Regions from separate parts of the Mus musculus genome. Here regions 1 and 2 are each linked to region 3. The links are chromatin contacts, called in public Hi-C and promoter capture Hi-C maps. All regions are on one chromosome and are shown on one strand. Each heading gives the region's core, a stretch centred on a gene start, on an enhancer-like site or on the middle of the called end of the contact. The rest is flanking DNA. Distances are from core to core; before and after follow the strand shown. Region 1 overlaps Aox1 (aldehyde oxidase 1). Region 2 overlaps Aox1 (aldehyde oxidase 1). Region 3 holds the start of Aox3 (aldehyde oxidase 3).

Evidence for each region. Promoter capture Hi-C pulls out the DNA fragments that hold promoters and counts their contacts. A called contact is a pair of places that touch in the nucleus more often than the background predicts.
Region 1: a Hi-C map of uterus shows a contact between it and region 3, with 4 times the contacts expected there. The contact joins the enhancer-like site here to the promoter of Aox3 in region 3. A contact is called at or near these places in 4 of 39 promoter capture datasets (cranial neural crest, liver and stem cell-derived epiblast-like cells), 7 of 484 Hi-C or Micro-C datasets (cerebellar granule neurons, liver, nephron progenitors and 1 more), 2 of 115 datasets of contacts at active chromatin or transcription factors (both in embryonic stem cells) and 2 of 9 other capture datasets (adipose tissue and embryonic stem cells).
Region 2: a contact with region 3 is called in a promoter capture Hi-C map of liver. The contact joins the enhancer-like site here to the promoter of Aox3 in region 3. A contact is called at or near these places in 2 of 39 promoter capture datasets (both in liver), 1 of 15 datasets of contacts at CTCF or cohesin (the NIH/3T3 cell line), 9 of 484 Hi-C or Micro-C datasets (liver, nephron progenitors and uterus), 3 of 115 datasets of contacts at active chromatin or transcription factors (embryonic stem cells, hepatocytes and liver) and 3 of 9 other capture datasets (adipose tissue, liver and macrophages).

The regions. Positions count from the first base shown.
Region 1 is chr1:58,054,993-58,059,447 of GRCm38.p6, forward strand. Aox1 (aldehyde oxidase 1) reads left to right here. Exons shown (of 35, transcript NM_009676.2): 8 at 1,222-1,302; 9 at 2,422-2,566; 10 at 3,140-3,232; 11 at 4,043-4,194; 12 at 4,387-4,455. Among named protein-coding and RNA genes, the nearest start is that of Aox1, 27 kb to the left of the region's middle. Within about 2 kb of position 2,084, at least 18 of the 459 cell types and tissues checked have an H3K27ac peak or open chromatin away from gene starts, as enhancers often do. A contact at or near this core is called in uterus, where this site is marked.
Region 2 is chr1:58,076,775-58,081,657 of GRCm38.p6, forward strand. Aox1 (aldehyde oxidase 1) reads left to right here. Exons shown (of 35, transcript NM_009676.2): 22 at 669-802; 23 at 1,652-1,739; 24 at 4,729-4,815. Among named protein-coding and RNA genes, the nearest start is that of Aox3, 34 kb to the right of the region's middle. Within about 2 kb of position 1,352, at least 4 of the 459 cell types and tissues checked have an H3K27ac peak or open chromatin away from gene starts, as enhancers often do. A contact at or near this core is called in hepatocytes and liver, where this site is marked.
Region 3 is chr1:58,111,741-58,116,025 of GRCm38.p6, forward strand. It overlaps Aox3 (aldehyde oxidase 3), which reads left to right and starts at 1,396. Exons shown (of 35, transcript NM_023617.2): 1 at 1,396-1,572; 2 at 3,131-3,188. The coding sequence starts at 1,519.

The DNA.
Region 1 (4,455 bases), core at 834-3,333, 56 kb before region 3:
TTGTGTTTGACAATTAGTTGACGATTTCAGAATAACTAGTAGAGTCCTTCTCAACACACTGAAGCAATTCATGTATGAGATGCTGGATGCTAAGCACTAACGTGCTCTCGCCCTGTGCATATACCACAGTGCCGCTCTGCCCCACAAACAGGTACAGCTATTACACCAATTGAAAGCAAAAGACTCTATTTTATAAACCTGTCACACCAACTTTGTCATTTTCAATGACCAGAAGCAAAGTGGAGACAGAGATGGAAGACCAAGGTCAGGAAAGGTGGCAATGCCGACTGTCTGTTAAGTCCTCAATGTCTGGCTGCTCCTGCCTGTCTCCTTCACTGTCCCCAAACTGGAAGGAGAGTGTGTAGGGAGCTGCAGAGTGCAGAGGCCCACTGACGCCTGCAGAGTTATTAGATGTCAGGTCCCTGACCGGGAGCTAGGACCAGGACTGATCATCAGGTCCTTTTTGTCTGTCTCCTTTTGTGGGAAGATGAGGCCATGTGAAACCCATTCTGTCCCCAGATTTGTCAAATGACTAAGACTGGCTTTGAATTCCCAACATGCCTGCCTCTGTTTCCCAAGGTCTGGCCATCTTCTTCCAGTCTCAGCCTACAGAACATTTAAGGTAGAGGTGCGGTATTCGCCCTTGTCACCTGTTTCCCCTCCCGCCATCCGAGTCACCTGTGCTCAGCCACAATCTGAAAGCATTACGTGGGAAATTCCAGAAATCTTTTATGTTTCAAGTTCCACGCCATTGTGAATAGCGTAATGAACTCTGACTACGCTGTCCTCTGCCTTACTTGGAATGTATCCAGTGTATCCACGGGGCATACATCACCTGCCCATCTGTCACTAAGTAGTTGTCATGGCCATCAGACTGACTAGCTCAGTCACGCAGTGCTGTGTTCAGATAATCATTATTATACTTAATAATGAATGACTCCGAAGCACATGGCAAGGGATGCTGGTAATTCAGATATGCCAATGAGTAATTATAGATTCTTTTTTATAAAAATGAAAAGACGGGGGTAGGGTATGTTTAGTACTAGAGTATGTTGCAAAGATTTACCATAAGAATGATTTTTTAAAAAAAATGTAGTGTGTATAAAAGCCTAAAGTTCAAATTGTCTGTGGTTTTCTGCGCCCACAGTGGTTGTAACGGAGCTCTCTCCTGAGAATAAGAGGTATTATGATGATAACTTCTGTCATTTTCTCTTTCTAAAGACAAGTCCAGAACTGTTCTCAGAAGAGGAATTTCTGCCACTGGACCCGACCCAAGAGCTGATATTTCCTCCCGAGCTAATGGTAAGGAACTCATGGTACGATGTCAGGAGGAGGCTTTTCAAAATCTCATGGTGCAGATCCCAGATCTCCTCAGAGACACTGTGCAGGGGAGAGCGGTTAAAGTGGTTAAATTCACAGCTTGTCAGAGGGTGGACAGTAATTATCTGCAGAGTGCTCAGCCTGGATGGGACTTATGTATCACACTTACCCCACCCCCGAGACTCAGGGACCATAGAGAAACGGGGTGGAAAGAGTGTCTCCTGGATGTGACAGAATCACTGCATTCATGAAGTCATTGTTTGCACAAGGACAAACCAGTGAACATCCAGCACGGAGAGCTGAGAGGCTCACGGCGCCCAGCCTTAGCTCACACACTGTCGCTAGTTAAAGGCTGTGGGGAAGGGATGGTCAGTTTTCTTCAAGGGTATGACCTAGGTTGACCATGACCCAGTGGATGGCCCCACATCCATGTGGATGGATCGCACACATTGAATTCAGTAGGTTTTGGAAAAAAAATAAAAAGGAGAAAATGAAGTTGCACAGGGGTTTCGGGGAGGCTGGAGGAGAGGGTGGATGGTGAATCTGGGGGGAATTAGGGGAGGAATGGGAGGAATTTAATAATGATGTTTTACATTCATATATAATGTTCTCAAAGAATTAAGAAAACATTACAAAGAAAGAAAAAAAAATACTGATGGGCAAACAGGCGCCAGCCAGCGTCCTCTCCTCAGAGTCCAGAATGTGTGGGCGGGAGGAGGAAGAGGTGGAGGGCAGAGCCAGCACAAGGGGTGGAGGATGTCACACACAGCTGGTTAAGTCACAGACATGCAATCAGTGTCCTTCAACATCAACTCGTTTTCCCCTCCCACTTATGCGCGAGTTCATTTTTCTGACAGTTTGGCAAAATTGAGCATGTTGCTGTGTTAGCGAACGCCAAAATGGGTTTCTGGGAGATGTCAGAGCCGATGGGAGCTGTTTCCATGGGTAAACTGCGTCAGACCTTAAACTGTGAACTCTGGCTCCTGGGGAAGCTCTATTTTTAGCTCACGAAATTTAGTTTTTAGATTTCCTTTCTCTAGAGTGAAAGCAGAAGAGAATTTTGTCACAAGCTCTCTCAAATCCCTGTTGTTTTTTCAATAGAGAATAGCTGAGAAACAGCCACCAAAGACCAGAGTGTTTTATGGTGAGAGGGTGACATGGATTTCCCCCGTGACTCTGAAGGAACTTGTGGAAGCTAAATTCAAGTATCCCCAGGCCCCTATTGTCATGGGGTACACTTCTGTGGGTATGTAGACTCTTCTTGGGATATTTTATGAGGGAGCAAATTCAATGTATTGATGTCAGGAAAATAGCCAGAAAACCCAGTATTGTTTAAGAAATGTTACAGCATTGGGTAGCTGCCTGCCCTGTGCCTCACTGGCAGGCTTGCTGGCCACATGGTAAACCAGCATCAGGGTACAGGTATCCTGGCTTTCCATTTGGGTACCACACTGGCTCTCGTCCTGAAACTGCTCTGTCTTTCCTCTTTGGATGGCTTCTCAGTGGCTCTGGCATATTTTATAGAGACAGCAGTTTTGGAGCCTTCACCTTTCCCACATAGGCCTGGCGTGGCTGCCCATCTCTTCGCAGGGCCTTCAGGATCTGCTCCAAGCGAATCTGAGTGTTCCGTATCACACGCGTTTTAGAGCTAACAATTCCAAAGGCTCCCTAAATATCTCTGCTTGTGGTTTGCAATAAACAGACCAATAAAAGGAAACAACTTCCTTATGTGCAAAGACATTCGTTTAGTCATAATTCAAAGTAGAGAGTCATTTGTGTCTTTTTGTTCTAATCTTGTGTCTCTACCACAATCCCTTAGGACCTGAAGTAAAGTTTAAAGGTGTCTTCCACCCCATCATAATTTCTCCTGACAGAATTGAAGAGCTGGGTGTCATAAGCCAGGCCAGGGATGGTGAGTTCTTAGATTTCTTTTCCTATGGAAATGCGCTCATCAAGTTAGCTGTTTAGTCCGACAGAGCAACAGGCGAGAGTCGTTTCTAGTCACAATTCACGGCTTCTCTACAGACAGTGTGGTGAAGATCTGGAGGGAGTCCAGGAAGAATTCTCCAAAGTTCCACTAGATGCTGTGTGAGAAGTCAGATTTTCACTGAGAAACTTTCATATCTGCAGGATCAGGGAGACTATTCAAGGGAGAGTCTGTGTTGTGAGTGCAGAGTAAAAGATGAAGAAACCTGAGCAAGCTCGCTGCTCTCCAGAGCCCAGCAGAGGGAAAGGGCTGTGCACTAAGCAGCTATAGTCTGACCTTTTCATTTCTGTGAAGGAAATTGGTCTAATGATAGTGAGAAGCAGCAGTCACCGTGGGGTGGGTTTGGACTATGGCATATGGCATCTCTAAGATCCTGGGAAGGTGGCTGAACTGGATCTCAGTTTTGTGACCATGAAATGAGCCTATTAATATCTCCTAGTTTAATTCATGGAGTTTTTTTTTAAGCTACCAGCGAAATGTGATAGATTCAGTATTCAAAGAATCCAGCCTTCATGATCTCCACCATTAACCCCATCACACACCACTGCCATCACCACAGCCACCTCCATCACCATCGATAGCTCCATCATGGTCATTTGTCACCACAGTCAGCACTGTGTCACCAGCAGCGCAATCGAATGCCTCCAGTGTAAAGGTTCCATGCCTGTAGCTTTGGTCTAACATTTTGAGGCCATCAGTGATTATGTAGCTTACTCACACAAGGCTTTACTTCAGGGCTGACCCTGGGTGCTGGCCTCAGCCTGGATCAGGTGAAGGACATTCTGGCTGATATAGTCCAGAAGCTTCCAGAAGAGAAGACACAGACATACCGTGCTCTCCTGAAGCACCTGAGAACTCTGGCTGGCTCCCAGATCAGGAACATGGCTGTATGTATGTATTTGACAAGAAACATTGGGCATTCATGTTTTGGGTGACTCCTTGGCATTCATGTCTTGGTGACTCCTTTGGGTTCTTTAAAGTAAATGAAGAGAACCACTCTGTAAAACAGGACTTAAAGCCGCATCTTAGTTCTTACGCTTTGTAACTATGTAACACGTGAAAGTGTCTGTTCTTAAAAGTCTCTAGGGGGCCACATTGTGAGCAGACATCTGGACTCAGATCTGAATCCCCTTCTGGCTGTGGGTAAC
Region 2 (4,883 bases), core at 102-2,601, 35 kb before region 3:
TCCCAGGGAACTCACATGCAAGAAAGGAGATGATGCCAGCCTGAACTGGTCTAAGCATTGAGGGAAAGGTCAGAAGCAAAGTGAGGGGATCTGGATGTGATGGGTACCAAAAGAGCCAGAGGAGGAGAGTGAAGCTGTGAACAGCAACACTGGGAGGGTGTGACACCAAGATGGACCAGATAACTGTGTTCCATTCCCTGTGTGACAGGATGACCAAAACAGGAATGCACGTCCTGGGAAGACTGGTTAGTGTTCACAGTAACCCAGAAAGGATGTGAGAAGTGGAGAGGCCCAGGGTTGTGACATCTTACTGCTTCAGGAAACATCCCTTGAGGGATTATTGTGGAAAGGATACGCTGGGTGTGTGTCCAGCAGGCAGAATTATCTCACCACTAGGGAAAGATTGAGTTCATGTTAGCAATGTCATTCTAGCCAGGAGAATAGTTATTGGTGATGGTAAGGGTTTTGGGCACTTTTCCTTTCTGTCATTTATCATAACCATATGAACCACGTGGCTTGTGTCTTGTGTTCAACATCATGGAAACAAAATGTGCAATTGTTGTGACACTCAGTGGGCAGGCTTCCTGTTAGGATTGTGGGCGTAACAATGATGGCCATACATCTTGCCGAGGATGGGCCAGAGCAATGAAAACCATTATTGTTGACAGGATATAGTCGCTGCAACCTTGAAGCTCTCAGCCAACAAGGTCATGTGTCATGTAAGGCGTGTTGGCGGGGCATTTGGAGGGAAGGTGGGCAAGACCAGCATCTTGGCAGCCATCACTGCATTTGCTGCTAGCAAGTAAGTGGGAGAAATCTATTAAACAAATTGAATGTGAAGTGAAATCTTAATCCTAAGACATGGAATGAGGAAGGATCTAGACTAAGGCTATTTAAGATCACACATTACAAACCAACACCCGAGCGAGATGCCAGCTTATTAAACTTCTTTGTCTTTTATTGCCAAGTTCTGTAAGAAGCAAAATAAGCACCAATCACTGAAAATATGACGAAAGCCATTATAAAAATATTATAATACATAGGCTAGGCAGTGGTGGTGCATGCCTTTAAACTCGGTGCTTGGGAGGCAGAGGCAGGAGGATCTCTGAGTTTGAGAGGCCAGTCTGGTCCACAGAGCAAATTCCAAGGACAGCCAGGGATACACAGAAAAACCCTGGCTCAAAAAAATAGATAGATAGGTAGGTAGGTAGAAAGAGAGACAGACAGAGAAGCAAGCAAATAAATAAATAAATAAAATATGCAATACTTGGAAAGTCAACAGAAACAGGTCCCAGGTGGGTGGTGGTGTCCTTAGCACTGATAGTCTGAACTATTTGCTTATGGGTCAGATACATAACCCACTTAATCTCCCAAAATCAATCAGCCTCTCTTTCTCTCCCTGTGCTTTCCTGACCATGTCTGTTTGTCTGTCTGTCTTTCTCTGTCTTTCCTCTCTCTTGAATTAATAGATGTTTTTGGGTTAAGTTGACATTTATTTATCTTACTGTTTTTCAATGAGGATTTAAAAACCTCACCCCATAGGAAATTTCCTTTGGAGCCAACACACCTAGAAGGCATAATATGATTGTGGAATAACAGCTAGCTTGCTTGTTTGTTTGATTGATTGATTAATTTTTATTTTCTGTCTCAGACACGGTCGCGCAGTCCGCTGCATTCTGGAACGAGGAGAAGACATGTTAATAACTGGAGGCCGCCATCCTTACCTTGGAAAGTATAAAGTGAGCAGAAGAATGAGTCAGGGAAGGATTCATGTTGCAATGAGAACCTTCGTAAAGGCAGAGGGCAATGTTTGGCTACACTGACAGGGAAAGAACAAACACAGATATGTCATAGTCAGGTTTCCTTTGCTGTGATGAAACACCATTAGGGAGGAAAGGTCTCTTTCACCCACAGTTCCATATTTTAGTTCCTCACTGAAAGCAATTAGGGCAGAAACTCAAACAGGTTAGGAACCTGGAGTTAGGATTTGATGGTCATGGAGGAGAGGTTAGTGCCACATGGCTTGCTCAGCCTGCTTTCCTATAGCACTCAAGACCACCAGTCCAGGATGGCACCACCCACAGCCAGCTTCCCCATCACTCATTAATTAAGAAAATTCCCTACAGGCTTGCCTATAGCCCAATCTTATGCAGACATTTTTCTCAGCTGACATTCCCTTCTCTCGGATGACTCTAGCTTGTGACAAATTGACATAAAAACCAGCCACAACTAAATGGTAGTCAGATTTTCTACTTCTTGTGCTCCAGTTTAATTACCACCCGTTCAATGAGATTTCCTGCTTTGCTCAGCAATGCCAATTTGAGAGAAAGTACTAGCTAGAATTGAGCATTACGGAATGAATGATTGGAAAACATGTGACTGTATGTCCATGAAAGTCGATCTGATAACCATTCTTTCCACACAGAAAAGGTAAAAATAGAATAACTCCTATAACAATGGTGGTATATGAAATTGCAATTATTTGCAGATGGTTCCTCATTTTTAATATATCAAGTGTATTGTGAAAAACTATGACCCAGAAATTCCTACAAAAGATTCTATAGTAGAAAATAATTATCTTTTTGCCTTTTAAGAGATTATTTTACATTTTAAAGCTGGCCGACAGCTTTCACAAATAACCCAAATCTCTCAGGATCTTAAACCTTTACTTTGTTATTTCTTATTCAGGTTGGAGCCTTGTAGCTTGCATGGATTGGAGGAGGGGAGGGCTTGCTCCAATCATTCAGGGACTTGTTTTTCTAATAGCACCTTTATCCCCTCAAACTGCTCTCTGATAACTACTGGGTGTGTACAACTATTTAAATTTGCATTTAACAAAATAAAATTAAACTAAGATTATGCTGTACACAGTGTTTCAAGTACACAGTGCCCACCTGTAATTGTTGGCTACCATATTGCAAGTGTAGACACGGAAGGTTGTTGTAGTCCCCAAAAGTTCTATTGGAATCTGTGCGGGGACCTGAGTCCTCCACAGAGCCTTCTGCAGCAGGCAGTAGACAAGGGACTACTGATATACTTAATCTATCAGGTGCCAAGCCTGTAAGTAGTAGACCTTACTTCTGTCCAGACATCTTGGGACTGACTTTGGCACCTCACTGTGGCGTAGCTAGGAAATGCAGTCTTGTGTGCCCAGATGTCAGCCTGAGAGAGGCTTAGATCCCCAGAATGAATTTAAATTTAACTTCATACAAAAAAGTGAGACCAAGTTGTAGATGTAATTCTGGAGCTTTTCTATGCTCCCTGCGCAACTTGTTCCCAAGTAACGACAAGGTGTTTCTATGCCCATCCTAGCCCATTTTAGCTCTTGAGTAAATGACACAGAGACCTAATAAATTTATTAATAAGCTGCAGGCACTATGCTGGGTAGGTACCCATCTATTCTAAACCTCCATGGCTTCCTACTTCCCAGCCTCATTTACCTGCATCTGAGTCTTGCCCTGACTTGCTCTGGTCCATGTGTGTCTTCATGGCTGTCCTGTAATGATCTGCTCATGACAAATCCTCCTGATACTGTCCCTCTTCTTTATTCTAATGGCTACTCTTTCATGGCACCCTCATGACTAATCCTCTTGGACTACTCATCTTCCTTCCTTCTCTTTCCTCTTCTCCTCTCTCTTTTTGTTTGGGACCTCCTGACTGGGCTGGGAAGTCCTGCCCAATTCTCTTCTGCCCGGATAACTGGCTGATCAGCTCTTTATTGACCAATCACAGGAGATGGAAAACAACCTTTACAAGTCTTTGAGACCAGAAATGCTCTAAGTGTCATGGCAATGCCATCATCCAGGCTGAAACCAGATCTCCCGGCACAGCAAGCAGCATCTGAATACACAGTGCACCGAGTAGATTGTTGGCAAGTCACATGCCATAACTGGGCTTAAGCCCTGACAGGAGGGTGACATGACCTCTCTGGATAGGATGGCCTTAGCAGTGTGAGCATGGAGCAGGTGGCCTCCCGGAGGTAGGATGAATACAGACAGGAAGCAGCTGAGTCTGAGACATGGTTGTGAGCAGAGGAGCTCCAGAGCTTATATTGTATAAAATAAAATAGTGTTTGTTGAAAAACTTAGCACCACAAAACACAGCCTGGAGCTTTCTAAAAGAAAAAAGATCTGAAAGCAGTGAGCATTCTGGAAGGAAAATGATGATCTTGTTGGTGTAAGTGTTGGGAGGAGAAATGAAAACAGGTCATTGAAACAGAAATACCTTTCACCTAAATGATCCTTCATTCAAAAGACTGGACCATAGTTATGGAGGACATCGTCATGGCAGTGATGGTCACCGGTGGAGAGAAGTGTCAGGACAGGAAATGAGAGTAATTATATCATATAGCTATATAGTAATATATATTAATTATATAATAGTATTGATTATCTCTCTAAGGAGCACCTGCAGTGAGAGCTCAGCCTCTGTTCTTCCTTGAAGCAGCCTAGAACCTAAGCCAAGGGAATGATGCCGCCCACTGTTAAGACTGATCTTCCCACTTCAGTTAACCCAATCAAGATAATCTCTCCCTGGGGTTGCTCATTGGCAATTCTAGATCTGTTAAGTTAATTAACACTGACTATCACACAGTCTCCCCAATATCACTAAGCCAGCTCTGTATCCAAGAAACAGCTGTCAAATCTAACTCTGTGAAGCTTTTCCAAAGTACAAATAAGTGAACTTTGACCTCCTGAAACAGTATCAGCAGTCGGCTCTCTCCCCCAGGCTGGATTCATGAATGACGGCAGAATCTTGGCCCTGGACGTGGAGCACTACTGCAATGGAGGGTGCTCCCTGGATGAGTCACTATGGGTAAGTGGTTTAGAGGAAGTTCTCATTCTTCAAAGAGCAGTACATAAAATGATTCAACTCAGGAAATA
Region 3 (4,285 bases), core at 146-2,645:
AGAGAGAGAGAGAGAGAGAGAGAGGGAGAGAGAGAGAGAGAGAGAGATTTCGAACTGTTATGCAAACGAGGGGTGGGGCTCAACCAAAACAAAATATGCATGAAATGCTGTAAGGAAACCTCTTACTCTGTATTCTAATTTTAAAATAAAAGTTAGCAGAATAAAATCCAGAAGCAAACAAGCAAACAAACAAAACCTGCTTAAAATAAAAGTAAGGAGAGAGAGGAATGAGGGAGCTGGGTAGGTGGACAGGTTGGCTCTAAATATGCAAAAATAGAGCTCAATTTCCACTGCATCATATTTTTAACACACTCTCTCTCTCTCTCTCTCTCTGTGTGTGTGTGTGTGTGTCTGTGTGTGTCTGTGTCTGTGTCTGTGTCTGTGTCTGTGTCTGTGTCTGTGTCTGTGTCTGTGTCTGTGTCTGTGTCTGTGTCTGTGTCTGTCTCTGTCTCTGTCTCTGTCTCTGTCTCTGTCTCTGTCTCTGTGTCTGTGTCTGTGTGCTCACCTGGGCACTCAATGCCCAGAGAGAGCAGAAATGTTCATACCCCTGGAGCTGGAGTTACAGAAAGTCTGTGTTGCCCAACAAAGTAGCCAGTGCTCTTATCTACTGAGCCCTCTCCTGCCCTGTAGAATATTTATAACTGGAAATCTGAGAACAATTCACAATGTAAATGACTGTCAGGCATGTTTGGTAGTAACATTCCCAGTGCCTCTACTGTGCAGCTGCTGCTTTAAGCTCTTTCCCTGCATGGGCTCCTTTAATCCCCACATCAATCTTCCCCTGAGGAAGATGTTTTTGTTGTTGTTGTTGTTGTTTTGTTTTGTTTTGTTTTTTCCAACTCCTAGGTAAATCCACTGAGGTACAGACAGCCAAAGTAACTTGGGAGAAAGAAAAAGGAAAACAATTTTGAAATCATGTGAATGGTTTAATTTCACCTTTTAGAAATTAACAAAAATATTGTTGAGAAAGTAACAAAAATCCATGTGGGCATTTATGTGTGTTCATAAATGCCATCTAACCCTGCAACAGCATGCGTGAATCTGGTTGCTAAATGTTGGCACAGAGAAATTCTACTTTGTTGCTTCTCATACTTGTATCATTTCTTAGAGCATTCTTTGTATAGTTTAACGGCAAAAATAGCAAGCAAATACACTTAGTGTGAAGACATAGATCTGAGAGCAGTGAAGAGCAGCCCATCGGCATCCCTTCCACGTCACCGATAACAGCGCCTTCTTGTTGGAAAACGCCCTCTAGTGGCTAGCGCCTGGGGCGTGGAGAAGTGAGTCCGGAGCTGGTGCTGGGCCAGGTTTTAAGGAAAGAGGGAATTGGAAGCAGGAGGAAGGTTGGGAGCGATGATGGGCAGGGCTGGGTGGGAGGAGTCCTCAGGCAAAGCCACAGAGCAGATTTAAATCCTGTAGGGCAATTCGGTCTCCTGCAGAGCACAGCAGTTCATCTGAGAGGTGGACTTAGACACATTAGGTACAGTTGCACAGAGTGTGGACGACTATCCTCAAGTAATGTCTCCTTCTAAGGAGTCAGATGAGCTTATTTTCTTTGTGAATGGAAAAAAGGTAAGTTCTCTACACTGTAATTAATAAATGTACATAAGAAACTCTGGTAGAAGCGATCTGTCATTAGCATTGCCAAAATGAAGGGCTGTGTGGGGTCGGGGAGTTGTTGCTCAAATGATCTAGCGATCTGCTATGCTTCTTGGGGAACAAGGGAGGGGGGGAAGAGAGAGAGAATCTATAATGTTTTGGGACTAGTAGGGAGAAAGTGTGCAGCTATGTGTCTCCAAACCAAGCCTTGTCTCATTTGAATGCACCTAAGCACTGGGCACTGGCTTCCTTGCAAGAGAATCTTCTAACTCTTCCTCAATACCTCTTCCAGCTCTGACTCAAACTTCTGTGCCACCCAACTTCTGCTTTCACATGTATGCACAGATCCAGAGTCCAAGGTCTTTAGGTTATTTACAAATGCTTTTAAACCCTTGGGTCAGGAAGAATGGAAGAGAAAAACCTACTGGAAGGCCAGGTGAACTGTTAATTTACATGTTAACACCTTACTCCTTTAAGATTGGATTCATGCCTGTAATGCCAGAATTGGAGGGGGGTTGAGGCCAACTTAGTCTCAGAGTGAGCTTCAGGACATCAAGGGCTATGCAATGAGACTCTTGTCTCATAAGTAAATAAGTAAGCAAGCAAATAAACAAATGAAGGGTCTTGTCTCACTTAAGAAATGAAGCCTTTTCTTCTTTGTCTTGAGCTCTTGAGACCTAGACAAGACCTAAAATGACTGCGGTACTGTCTGCATATATGCTGGACGTTCTTGACGATTGTGTATGATGTGAAGGTCCACAGCCTGTTCTCAGCACTGTTGGCACAGGGAAAAGGGCAGTCAGAGTTTAAGCTGAGCTTGTGGTATTGTGTGGGGTGTGCGTGAGGTGTGTGTTTTGTATGCTGTGCTGTGAAGGCTCAGGGTGATTGTGCAACGTGGCCAAGATCTCTTGGCTAACAAATACTGGGGAGAACTTGGCTTTCATCTCTGGGTTCCTTTCTTTGCTCTGTGATCCCTTCCTGGGGGAGGTGACCATTCGTCTAAGACACTAATGCTAAAGGGAGAGGTGGGGCTTTCCTGAGTGTTTTCCTAGGGCTGCTGAAGGAATGCTGTTTGTCTGCTGCTGTCAGAGCTCCTGTTTATTTAACTTTTCAAAACTGGATGGAGAACACAGACCAAAAAACAAAACAAAACAAAACAAAAATATTTTGGTGGTAGTGATAAGAATTAAAACTCTTAGTTTAATTCTCTGTCTTCTACTATAAGGTAGGGATGCACGAATTGTTTAAGTATATGGCTCTTCAACTTTTTATTAGTCTCTTGAACCCATATTGTGCTAGAATTCAAAGGTTTGTTAAATCTCTGTTGCTCCTCTAAAACAAAGCCAGACATTTCCCTGTCAAAGTATAGCCAAGTACAATATAGCATTATATAATTTCATAATTGCAAAGAGGGATGGGTGTTTAATCAAGTCAGGCAATCAAGGTCAACAAATATGTTCTAAATCCTTCTTGCTATTCAGAAACCAACACGGCAACTTCCTCAACTTATACGGTCACTTCCTCTCTCCAGGTCACCGAGAGGAATGCAGACCCTGAGGTTAATTTATTGTTCTACTTGAGAAAAGTCAGTATCCTTTTGCTTGTTTGAGAAAACAAACCAGCTTTGCAGCTCTGGGAACTAAGGAGCTTCGCTCGCATTCACAGAGCTGTTTCCACCGCATTTTACCGAGAATCAAGAGTGTTTTACTTGTGCATAGGAGCAGTGTGGCATGAGGTCACTTGCCTTGTAAATGGGACTGGACTTGAGAGTACTGACAAATTTAAGCAAGTTCAAGGATCGCCCGGGGATATGAAGAGTCACCTGGGGACACTGACCAGAATCTGAAGTTCAGGAGCAGGAAGAGGTGTAAAAGAACATGCGCAAGTGTGAGAACCAGAGTCTGGGTTCCCAGAAATCACACAAGGCCTGGCATGGCAGTGCACATCTGCTAATCTAATACTCGTCCAGCAAGATGGGAGATAAATGGACTCGAGTCTCTGAAAGTTCATGGGCTAGCCTGTGCTAGCCTGGGGTTAGCAGCACAGCAGAGAACAGGAGACTCTGTTTGAAGACAAGGTAAAGGGTTAACACTGATGCAATCCTCTGACCTCAATATACATACCAAGTACACACACACACACACACACACACACTATACAGAGAAAAATTTAAGAATATGGATTTCTCTAGCCCTGCTTCCAAGAACCCAAAATTATTCTGAAAAAAAAAATCGTATTTGGCTAGTCTGTCTTCTAGAGGTGAATTTGACTGGTTCCCAAATTTCAATTTCTAGGTGAGTATAGGCACCCCTCTCCATGACCCCAAGCAATAAATAAGAGAATCCAAGCAGAAATATTTTGACATACTTTGATGAGGTTTGCTTTGAGTTTGTGTGCTTTAATAGCCAAGAAATTTTTAAAAGTGTCCTTAGAAATCAAGTGTCATGCAAGCACACACGTTAGTGTGTGTATGTGTGTGTGTGTATGTATGTATGTATATGTATTCATGAGTGTGTGCATGCACATGTGCATGTGTGTACATGTATGTGCAATATATTCTTTCCATTTTGGTAGTTCATGGTCACACTGCTAGCTAGATATGCTGTTGCCTCCAGGATCTGGCCTTCCCTTAACTACCCAGTCCTGTGATTCAGATACAACAGAAAGCATGACATAGAAGACAGGC